Linked DNA regions of Zea mays: region 2 is linked to region 1. A link is a contact called in public Hi-C data. All regions are on one chromosome and are shown on one strand. Each heading gives the region's core, a stretch centred on a gene start, on an enhancer-like site or on the middle of the called end of the contact. The rest is flanking DNA. Distances are from core to core; before and after follow the strand shown.

Region 1 (6,602 bases), core at 2,071-4,570:
ACTTTACTCGCTCACCGAATCCAAGAGGTAGCCATAAGCGGACAGCTGCAACAGGCTCATGCAGTGCAAAACCCCATGACGATGCCATGCCTACACTTGCCATGCATATCATGATGCAGCAATCATGAACATACTCGATATGTACACATACATAGAAATGCAGCCACGCCTTGCCATCTGTGCACGTACAGCTGATATATACAGTACACACGAACGAACGAGCGAGCGAGACGTAGCTAGGTAGATAGGCTTACCTGGAGAAGAGTGTGCCGCAGTCGCATCGGTACTCACGGGTGCCGCAGATCTTGGAGTGCGCCTTCCAGTCCGACTGCACGGCGTAGCGCTTGGAGCACTTGTCGCACTTCCACTTCTTCTCGCCGTGCTTGCGGCAGAAGTGCTTCTTGATCCCCGTCAGGTCGCCGAGGGCGCGGGCCGGGTCGTGGTGCACGCACGTCGGCTCCGGGCACAGGTACACGCGCCGCCGCTGCGCCTGTAGCGGGTTCTTCTGCTTCAGCTTCCACGGCAGGTTGTGCCCGCGCCGGTGCAGCTGCAGGTTCTGCTCGCGCTGGAACCCCTTGTTGCACACCTCGCACACGAACCTGTTGGTCGCCATAAGCGTCTTGGGCGACAGCGCGATCACCTCAGCGTCGGGGTCTGCTTCGTCATCGCACCGGTCGATATGAAATCAAAACACAAAGTCTGCTGGTTAGCTAATAGTATATAACCCTAGTATATATAGCTTTTATTATTTGCAAAAGAAGAGGAAGAAGAAATGCTATACATGATCGGTCGAACTGACGCATGCATGATATGATGGACAGCAGGGAAATTAAAACTAACTTTGATTTCAGTGAATAAACAGTAAAAGCATGCATGGGTCACTAATGAGGATATAGATGATCGTCAGTCAGCACTTGTCGTGGATTAGGATGGACGACAATAGCACATGGTTTTTGTATATTGATGACTGATGCGTTTTATTAATTATTTCGAGGGAATTATTGTTCTATGTGGGAGTAATTAATACTAGTATTTTTCTTATAAGTTAGTCCTGCATACATGATTAAGAAACGATGGTGGGAGCTAGTAGTGATGGCGGTATAGTAATCTGGGCAAGATATTTGTTTTTGTTTCAGCTTTCTCTCGGTGGGTGTGAGCGGTAGTAGAGACAAGCTACGAGAGATGGAGAGAGAGGGGAATATTTTGCAAGAGATTGTTTTTTTTTGGGGGGACGGAGGAGTTTGCAGGAAGAGATATAGAGAACAAAGGAATCGATCGACATGGATTGTGTCATGGCTCCTATTTACTTCTCTCATAGCTGGGGAAGGAAGAACTGAGTAACAGCTCATGCATGCACATGGAATCTTGGGAGGTGAACAGATTTTGTTTTCTTCTTGAAAAAAATACAAACTTTGTTATTTTTATTAACCAAATAAACAAAAGTTGATAGGATAGTTCGAATTCTTCAACCGGTTGAAACAAAAACGTGAGCATTGCTCAGAAAGAAGAGGCCAGGGGGTGAAAACTAGTAGTAGCGCCATGAATTGAATGAAGTCTCTACTCCAACCTTCCATATTCACCTGAATTAATTCTCACTCTCAGGTGTGACTGTGAGGACAGAGCTTTAAATGAAGTATATTGATTGAAAGATGCAAACTGGAGGCTCTCGTCTCGTCAAGTCTACTTGCTTTGCAGCGAAGGTAGGGAGGGGATCCACCTCGAACTAGGGAGGGAGGGAAGAGAGAGAACCAAGAGGAACTTGGGTACTATTTTCATAAAATCCAGTTCCCAGTGAAAAAAACAGGCTGTAGTTTGCACACATCGATCTGCGTTGAAAAACCAGGCAACAACTCTCGGAACTATATTAATTACGCAGTGTAGAGAGCAGCGATCACGAATCAAGAGAAACACACACAGACAAGAAGTGAAGAAACCAAGAAGACATGGAAAGAGAAACCGAGTGCATATGAGAGAAGAAGATGCTCCTGGTGTCAGCATCCAACTCATAAAACTCCAATAGATCCAGACGAGCGAGATCTCTCGCGCGCAGGCAGCATAGGCCTGACCTGTATGCAGTGTGCATGCACGACCGGAATCAAAAGGGGGAGGGGAGGGGGGTACTTGCGTTGCGTAATAAATTACCAGGCATAGTCCTCTTCTTCTTGGGCGGTGGCTGCGCCGGCGGCGCGCCTTGGCCGGACGCCGCAGGAACACCGCCTGCCACACCGGGCAGCGCCGCTGCCAGCTGTTGCTGCGGTGATATCAGCGGCTTAATCTGGTCTTGCTGGTCCCCATCCCTAACACCAAAGAACGCCGCCGATGAATTCGATGCCATCACTTCCTCCCGATTTATCCTGGCACCACCAGCTCGAACGCGCCAACACTGCTTCTCCTTCCTGCAGCTGGTCGCTTTGGCCCGTTGCTAGGAATAGGGTCGGCAGTGTTCTTCGTCCTTCCCCTTCTTCGCTGGAACAAGCAAGACTTACCAAGTGAGACAGGCATGGCAATCAACAACGGCAAAAAGAGCGCGAGTATCTCCAGGCAGCACATGACACACACAGCATGCGAGCGGCGACCATGGGGGCGAGACGAGAAAGATTTTTGCCGTTCCTCCGATCCGGAGACAAATCGAGGAAGAGCCCGACAGAACCAAGGAGATAAAGACCGGAAGAGGAGAGGCCCCGAAATTCCTGAGGGGAGTGATGGCTGTACCTTCTCATATGTATGTGCTTGGAACTGATCTGAAACAAGAAACAAATCCACAAGGAGCCGAGAAAAACTCCAAGCTAAGGCATCGGCCGCTTAGGACTCTTCCGAGATTAACAAAAGAACAAAGAGAACAGGGAAATCCAAACAAACAGTTGCACTCAAAACAAGTAAAAAAGCAAAACAACAAAAGCTCGCAAACACCCACACCCGCAGACTCATATATGACACAAACATACAGAGAGACAAATATATTTAGCAGGAAAAAAATATTAGACTGGGTTTGTTTCTTCTCTATACCTCACTCTCTCCCTGGTACCGCTAGCTCGCTCTCCTCTTGCTTTGCTCTTGCTACTGAGAGATAGCAGTGGTGGAGAGAGGATGCATGGAGGGAGAGGCTAAGAAGGCTGTTCTCCCATTTCTCTCATTTCCTTGTCATACTTTTCCTTCTCTCTCTTCTCTCCTGCTGCTTTCCTCTCCCACATCTAATATGCCCCACTATAAATCAATTTCTGGAATTTTCCCCCCTGCGCCTATGCACACGGGAAATATACAGGAGAGGGAGTATTTTTATATACAGCTCGGAGCAAGAGACAGAGAGGAGGAGAGAGAAAGGGTACAACGGATGGGAGCAGGGGGCAAGCACAAGCTCACGCAGCAGGCAAAGCGGTGTCGTGAAGCGTCTGAGGATTGGGTCCACCGACTGCGTGGGGCTGGCCGGCTTACCTCCCGCCATCACACATGCGCACACACCCGCAAAAGCTTTTCCCCGGAGTTGTTTTGGCTTTTTAGATGTTTATGGGCTGCAAGCGTGCATTTTCACAGGGGTTGTTTTGTTTTTTTAGACGTTTATGGGTTGCAAGCATATACTCAAGTGTGTGTGCTCGTGTTTTCGTATACCCTTACTGATATACCAAAGAGATACCACCTAATTTCTGTTAGATTCATCATATCTTTTTGTTAGCATTTGTTCACACACGTACATATTTTGTATGTATGTACGTGTATGTATGATGCACGTCATGACCATTTTGAGACGTTATTATTTATCATGGTTTATACGTGAGACTGCTGACAAGCAAGAGCTAGTTAGTGTAGCGTAAATCTCACCTTATACTCTATATAGTACAAAATATGTTCTAACAACCTATAGCTGTCCGTTTCAAATACACTTATAAAGTTCGTTTGCATATGTGGCTATGATTAGTATCTACCTACAGTACTGTTGATCCAACCAAATCACGTATAGCGAGTGGAATATTCTTGTCTAAGTTCTATTCATAAATAAATTTATTTATGCTAATTTCCTATTTTATATTGTATACCCTATTAACAATCAATGGTACAAAACAACTCTAAGATTGAGGTGAGGTCTAATTTCTACTGACAGTTTTGGTTATCGAACACCAGTAAAAATAAAATGGCTGGCCCCAAATGGAAACATCTTTCCACAGTAAAAAAAGATTTGTACAGGTGGTTCTCAATTAATTAACCACATGTGAAAAGAAACATTTCTACTAACCCTTGGCGGTTCTAAAAACGACAATACAAATGGCTTACAAACCATCAATATAGAGCTTCTTTGTATTTGTGAATTATGTGTAAGATATAAAGATATCTAGTTGCACAAGTGCCATAAATAGAGTGGCAAAATTTCTTTTGAAATATTGATTGCTAGCGGTGCACACTATTAATTATCTGTTGGTGATCCAGCTAATTACTTTTTCCACTGCTATTTTAATTTTTTGACAAATAAAACCACATCGGCGTGTAGGAAAACAAATAATATGACGCTATCACTGTTGACACACTCAAGCACTATCATCTCGTGTACATAGGATGCCCCCTGTTAGCTGTTGCTTGGGCTAGGTGCTACCAAAAGATACTGGAACCCGTGTGTGTTCAGATATGACCATCCAAAAATACATGGATATAATGTAACACCCTGTCCAATCTATGAACCGGTGGTACTTACTTCTGACAGCTCGCTAGAATCGTATATTGTCTCCATAGACCAACACGAGTCTTTTGTGCACACTTTGTCCTCACTCATGTGTACCCGAGAAAACTTACCAGTCGGTTATCCATCCCAAATTGTTAAAAGCTAAGCACGCTTAACTTGAAGGTTCTTTCGAGACAGGCTTCCGAAGATGCATCTTGTTGATATGAGTACTCTATTAATTCTATTAAACCTTGAGCCAGAATATCACCATCTCATGGACTAAGATATCACATACAAGCCGCAAGACGAGATGTAGGATCGATCAGCACATTACATCCCCCTAAGGTCTTATTCTGTTATTTTCACTTCATATGTATTGGAGGGGATTGATACGGATTGGAGAGAATTTTGACTTACTGAAACCCCCTCAATCCCCTCCTCAATCCATATGGATTGGGTAGAACCGAACAAGTCCTAATAAGTAAAATGAGTGCCCTTGTTGTATCTTATACATTGATCGATAAATTAGCTGAGAGTTGGAAGTTGTATTATGCTACTTCAATTTGATGCATTCGACATGCATTCATGATGCATGACAACGGCCAACCACGCGCATTCCATAGTAGTGCATTTTGCATGTACACTTCCATGCATCCTTCCATGAATTTTTGTCGACTTTTTAATTTTTATTTTACGATCAAGTAGGTCATTCGATCTTATATAAGCGGCTATTGCTAACAGCAACAGGCAAAGTAAACTAAACAACGAAACTGGTTAGGATGTTAAATTTTCAGCCTGGAAAATAATTTTCCCTTACCCAAACTCATCAACTACCCATCTCTCTCTCTCTCTCTCTCTCTCTCTCTCTCTCTCTCTCTCTCTCTCTCTCTCTCTCTCATATGTATATATAATTAGTTAGTTGGAAAGACTGGCAAATTTAAACGGCAGACAGCCATGACGTACGTGTAAGAGCTGGGACAATCAATGTACAGGCTAGGCAACAGTTTCCAGTAGAACATGGAGAAAGCCTCTTCGAAAATGTCCAAAGAAAGCCATCGAGTCCAACCGTTCGCGAGGCATGCATGCAGTGCAGCCGTGACACTGCTACTGCTGGAAAACGTCCGAGAGAAAGCGGACGTAAGCTCGGCGCTTGTCGTTGTTGGTGCGCACGTCTCTCGGGTCTAGCTATAGTTTCGTCATGGCCTCTTCAACACTCTTTGAAAAAGTTTCGCCGGTAGCGACGACGTATGCCAACATAGTGAGCATCCTGCACGTAGCCGTCTTAGGTTATCGACACATGGTCATATATAATATATACTAGTATTTTTATTTGAGAATATATCCGGTACACATGAGTCTATGGTACATATATATATATATATATATATATATATGTTGCACATGTGAACTAATAAAGTTCACAAAAAATTCAAAAAAAATTCATACATAGTCTTTATAGTCTTTCCACCGTACTCTAATATAATTAAATACAAAATTCAAATCCTTTCCACCCTATTCCAATTATATACAAAATTCATACATATTCTTTTCGCCTCTAAATTATTATCCATTTCAATTTTTTCAATAAGATAAAGACATCTTAAGTTTGACTGAAATTATAATATCAATTATGTATACTATAAAAATATAATTAATAGAGAATATAATATTATTTATTGGATAACATAAATGTGTTATTATCTTATTATATACATTTGATCAAACTTGAGATATTTTTTTAAAATCTAATACTCCCTCTGTCCCAAATTAAGATTCGTTTAGTAGATTCATACAATGATTATTAATATATGTGTTTTGTATATATGTTAGATTCATCTTCATCCATTTAAATATAGACACAAAATTGAAGTGCTAAGCAAAGCGAAAGCTGATATGGGACAGAGGGATTAATACTTATAAGATAAAGACTTATGTTTTTTTGTTTTTTGTTTCG
Region 2 (5,947 bases), core at 257-2,756, 230 kb after region 1:
AGAGTGAGTGAGTGACACCAGAGAGAGTGAGACACGATCGTTGTCATGGAAAGCCCTAGGCTGTCCGCAACGGATGCCGCGGGACGCCCTCTCCCCTTCGCCTGTAGCTGCACGGCGGCTACAGGGCAGCCGCTAGTGCTGCAGCGGCTCTCCCTAGCGAGCACTCTACGCAGAGGTAAGACTCTCTCTCCCCCTCGTTCTGGTGTGTGCCTCTCTCTCCCTCTAAACACTGTTCACGTGGGCCCATTTTCAATTGTTAGTAGATAAAAAATTTATAGTAGATGAAAAGTATGTATAAAAAAATGATATTTTATAGTGTAGTAGGATATAGGGGGAGTATTTAGGGGGAACCGCTGCGGGAGATGAAAAAATAGGGGGTGAAATGTTGATGATATGACCCAAAAAAGTGATATAGGGGGAAAAATTTAGAGGGAACGGTTGCGGATAGCCTTACATCCGATTCCTCTGGTCCCCCATTCACTCCCACGGCTTCTAAACTGCCGACGCATGGCATGCATCCGCTTGGCGCCCGCAGTTGGTGCCTGACAAATTTGGCGCCGGTAGATATGTACAGCACCTAATGGGTCTTGAAACAATGCTGCATCGGGCGCTCGTCCAAAACCAGCAACCACTGAAGACGCCTGCGAAAACGTCGCAGATTTGCTTCGGTGGCACGTTACCCTCTGCGCGAGCTGACATGGACATCGTATAATCCACTTTTTTTTTTCTGTCTGCCTGCGACAGATGCGACGCCAAGTGCCGGCACCCGATTGCGTCGGGTCGATGGCTCCCACGTTGGAGCACCGGAGGCTAGTTATTTTGTCGGTTGCGGTGGGCCGGTGGCCGGTGGACTCTAGTCTGCCTGCCCCAGTGATCTTCCTTTTAAGGGCCCCTTTAGTAGGGCTTATTTTTCAGTTTCGGCTCTAGCTCATGCAAAAGTTGTGCCAAACATCTCTTTTTCAAATGGCTTCACCAGTGAAGTGCTTTTCCAAAATGAACTAGAGGGCATGAGCCAAAAAAAGTGGCTCACCCGGCTTCAGCTCACGTCATTTTTGCACAATAGCCCTCCCACCAGTCCAAATTATTATTTTTTGGTCCTGCCCTCAATCCTTAGCCACGTACAGGAGAGATAAACTATACAAGAGTCTTTCTGAAAAACAACCTATAAGCCGTTTTGCCAAATAATTTTTTAGAATGGTTTTGGCTCATCTAAAGAAGTGGCTTCACCTCGTGAGGCAGAGCCAAAGCCGTTTTTGGAGAAGCTAGAGCCCTGCCAAGGGGCCCTAAACCCCCTGCGCCCGCCCGCTCTTCTTCCCTTTCTTTCATTCTCCAGAGACCAAACTTGCCATGCCAGCGCAGTAGCCAGTCCAGTGAACACAACGCAGCGCAGAGCAGAAAAGGGCCAGGAAGCCACCAAAACCTGATCCTTAACTGCCCTCCGAACGCCAACTCATCCCCTCCCCCATCCTCCCCTGCCATCCTCGACGCCACGCCATCTCTCTCTCTGCCCTGCCTTGCGTTGTCTTGGTCGGTTTCGTTTCGATCCCGCTCCTGAACAGTACGTCGGCAACTTGGAGGGGGCGCTGCCTGCTTCTTCTTCCTCCCGTGAAGGGAAGGCGGGGTAGCCGATCTCGGCCCGAGTTGATCCGGTTGCGGGGGCTTTTCTCTCGCGTGGTCCTCCAGCGCGCCGCGCCGCGCCGTGAATCGACAACCGGCCACCATGTTCGTCAAGAAGCTCGTGGAGAGGGCCTCCAAGAAGGTACGTACGGGTCACACCTGCGCTCTCCCAGTTGTCGTCTCTTGTTTTTCTGCCTGCCGTCTCTTGGCTGAAGCAGTGTGGTCTGCGATACATACCATGGAGTAACGCATTAGATAGATAGACACTACAGATTAGATGTAGAATACGCTGATGAAATTTGGGGCTGCGGGCGAATCCAACTTCCATGCGGGCTCTCCGGCTCTCAGGACAGGAATCGTTCCTTGGTTCTTCCACCTCCTGCACCGCGCTGGTTGAATCTGCACATCCTTCTCGATTCTTCGGTCGGAAAATCCGTCACTCCAAAAAATGTCACTATCCCGTTTCCCGTTTTTAATCGTTGTTTTTCCTTTGGAAACTAGAAAAAAGAACGTCCTCGCTCGCAGACGCCGTGCCGTATGGCTCGCTACACTCTGACAGAGACATTGGTTTTAATCGAAGCCCTGTTCGAATTCCAATCGTTTTCAAAAATGTACGTAGGACACCCAGGAAATCAATACGGCACGCGTAGAGCCATGTGATCCCATAAATGTCGAGCCAGTAGCATATTACTAGTTTATTCCCAGGCAGGCAGAAACCATCCCTACGTTACGTGTGGTGAAAGTGAAAAGCGAGGCTGGAGGGAGCTGGTCTGTGACAGGAAAGGAATAGATAGATAGAGCGGTCGAGATGGATAAGAGAGTTTGCATTGACGAGGTCAGATAGCAGTAGCAGCAGCAGTACGTGGATTGGCTGTTGATATATATACGACATGGCATCCTAGATTTAAAATGTCTGGCCGGTTCTTCGATATCAACAAGATCTGTTTATTCCAATGCGGCAATGCTGGGTTCAACGTATCAAACGCCGGCTTTGCATCGAGTCGCATCGCATTTGAGGATTGGGATTAGTTTAGCCTCCTCGCTTTTTTTTTGGGCTCTGGCCTGAAATGCTCAAACGATACCAACTGTTTTATTACCTAGCACGTTCCAGGGATGGGGAATCGGAGATGATGACTGTTGTTAAAATGCAGTTATAATTATATTTACTCAGAGAAATATGTTTATTAGGCCATCTCCAGGCCAAAATATTACACAGTAAAGTGTAAAATACAAAGTAAGATATAGTCGGGTGGCAAAGATAGTCTTATCGAGTGCGTTTAGGTAGACTGTTGGTGACGCGGTTTTCAGAGTTGGCTCGATCCGGAACATCTGGCGAGCTCAGAATGCCTCAAAAATACTGATGCGTGGAGGTGCGTGCTAGGTTGACGTGACCGGCCATGTGCGGGACTGCAAGGCCGGTGAGCAACTGGTCCACGAGACCCGCGGGTTGTGCCACGTAACCTTTCTCGTGGTCTCCCAGGGCCTTTTGCTAATCATTGCACAAAAAATCACTCTAGGGACACTCGATCGTTTAGCACTACCGTTCGTTTTTTATTCGGAGTCAAATTTATTTAGGGCTTGTTCGATTAGCTGCCAATCCACATAGATTAAGTGGGATTGGATGAGTTTAAATCCCAACTAAATCAAACCCTTTCTTAATTTTTTCCAATCCCATCCAATCCATAGGTAACGGGATTAACCGAACAAGGTCTTAACAATTGACACAACACATCAATTGTAAGAGGGATTAAAATACTAACGTGCTAACGTCAAATTTTGCTAGATGAATAACCGTGCCTTTCAATGAGAATATATAATATCACAACAACTTATATGTAAAATATGTACTATACTGTTATGAGAAAAAATATAATTTATTTATGATCCTGACTATACATAAATTTTGTTATTTTAATCTAGTTATTTCACCATTACATTGCAACCATCAGTAACATGCAGACTTTAATATATGTCACGATTTGCATTATCTCGTTGTTGGAGAGCATATCCCACACCTGCCAGAAGAAGTTCCCTCGTACATCGCCAGTCGTCAGGCACGCACTACCATATGCGCTTGCTTAAACAAAAAAGGCAAATGTGTGTCTGCGAAGAGAATTAAAGGTAGGTCGACACAAAACCTACCTCCGACGGTGGCGAGTATGACGGACTAGTCATTGTTGTCGGTCCTCCTCTGTGTCACCTCGGTGCCGAGATGACGCCATAGTCCTTGATATAGCAGTTGTCGAACGCGCACGACATGGTGAGTCCCGACGACACTTGGCTGGGCTGCCAGACGAAATGCACCTCGGGCTCATCAGCGAGGTAGTACGCCTGATCGTTGCACCACCGGATGCGCTACTCCTCTGCATACCTCATGTTCGAGAACACTCACACAGCGTCAGCAACGACCGTCGTCCCAGCGCACAAAAATTCATGACCAGTCAATAGCAACTTACATGACATGTTGGGCTTCAGGTGGATGATGAGCTTGACGGCGTGATGGCGCCGTTGTCGGATGCGGTGCCCAGATCAACCCGAGAGTCGTCGACGTTGGCGACGACCATGAGGTCCCCTGCTTGACGATGGACAGCCAGATGCAACCGCTCTGGACCGCGTCCAAGCGACGGCTGCGCCGGAGTTTGTCGTCCACGGTGGCACATGTGGCCATGTAGGATTGCTTTTAGAGGTTGAACTGCCAGTCGACAAGCTTCTTCTCGTCGTCGATGAGCGACGCCAACGCGAGCGACTCTTGCTACTGGTGTTTGTTCGGGGTTTCCAAGTATGAAACATGGATTCATCCTTGGCGTTGGTTGTGAAAATGACACACAAGTTAGATATATGGAAAAATATTATAGAGAATAAACGACATGCATGCAAAAAAAGAATTTAAGTTGAAAACATTATTCAAACAAAAGAAATTACATGCAAGACTCTTATTTAAATACTACTCTCTCCATCTAAAAATATAATTCAAGAATCTAAGTGATACTTATCTACTACTGTGCACTGTGCAAGGGTAGCAGGTGGCTTGAGGAGAGATGTAGTAGATGTTTTTCTTGACATGGATGTAGGAATACCCTTTCAGTCTTAATAAGTAGTAGAGATTTACTGAATACAAGATGAACCCCCTTTGACACTTAGATATGTTGCTAACAATTAATTAAACTTATATAAAATGCATTAACAACTACAATGTCAAATTAGTTTTTATTATAGTCTCACCTTCGTTCTTAGGCCACCTCCAACAGATCGTGTAAAGGGTCATGTAAAATATTGGTTTACACTATAAATTGCATTGTGCAAATTGGAGTTTGAAATAAAGAGTGAGATAAGAAGTCTGCCTAAGATAGTCTTAGGGTCTGTTTGGTTAGGCTGTGGCTATAAAAAAGCTACCGTGGGCTGTAAGATGTGAAAAAAAACTGTTGTGGACTATGAACCGCTAAAAAGCTAAAACTGTATAGTGAAAACAACTAAAAAACTTAAAAATATTTCACATCTATTTTTACGGTTCCATCCAAAAGCCGCTAAAAACAGATTCAGAGGTGGTTTCAGTTTTACACTGCAAGAAATTCGACTTTTAGAAAAAAATTGCTTTCTAGATCCAGTTCTTTGGTTTAGATTTTGGCTAGAGGGCAAAAGTCAAACCAAACATTAATTTGTTTTATCGAGAAAACCTCTTTTTATACTAGATATGTTGCCAGCAATTGATTAAGCTTATTTGAAAATACATTAACAATTACGATGTTAGATTACTTTTATTATAGTCTACCGGGATTTGTTTCCATAAAACATTTGTTTAAACCTGTAGATGTTAATACATTAGTAATATAATAAATAAACAAGTAAATTTTGAAATAGAGTAGCACAAGAACAAGACAAGTGGAAGCAGGTGCTGCTGTCTTCTTCTTCTTTTTTTTTTTAAAAAAAAATTAAAAGATCACTTCTGGGCAGCAACATATCGGCAGCATCAGCTCCCTTCGCCCCGAGAACGTCAGCCCGCGGCTAGCCTTCCACTACGGCGTCCCTGCGGACGCCGCCCTCCTTGCCTACGACCCCGTTCTCCACGTGCTCGCCGTCGCCACCAGGTAACAACACGGTCGCCGCCTCGCTACCTTCCGCTTCTGGCTTACTTCCCCTTTCTCCGACATCGCTGATGCGCCATTGCTTTCAGGAATGGACAGATCAAGCTGTTCGGCCGCGACAACACGCAGGCGTTGCTCCAGTCCCCCTCCCCTCTCCCTTCCAGGTTCTTGCAGGTACCACCGCGCCGCCCTCCCGTCGCCAATCCCACTGCTTAGTTTGCGTGTCCAATGTCGCGTGGCGAGACTTG

The links. A called contact is a pair of places that touch in the nucleus more often than the background predicts.
Region 2: a Hi-C map of ear shows a contact between it and region 1, with 2.2 times the contacts expected there. The contact joins the promoter of LOC103646073 here to the promoter of LOC542199 in region 1. A contact is called at or near these places in 6 of 25 Hi-C or Micro-C datasets (bundle sheath, ear, endosperm and 2 more).

What each region holds. Positions count from the first base shown.
Region 1 is chr2:18,523,441-18,530,042 of Zm-B73-REFERENCE-NAM-5.0, forward strand. LOC542199 (naked endosperm1) reads right to left here and starts at 3,321. Exons shown (of 4, transcript NM_001351719.1): 1 at 3,007-3,321; 2 at 2,143-2,466; 3 at 255-654. The coding sequence starts at 2,335.
Region 2 is chr2:18,755,858-18,761,804 of Zm-B73-REFERENCE-NAM-5.0, forward strand. It overlaps LOC103646073, which reads left to right and starts at 1,507. Exons shown (of 24, transcript NM_001350874.1): 1 at 1,507-1,759; 2 at 5,569-5,702; 3 at 5,789-5,873. The coding sequence starts at 1,721.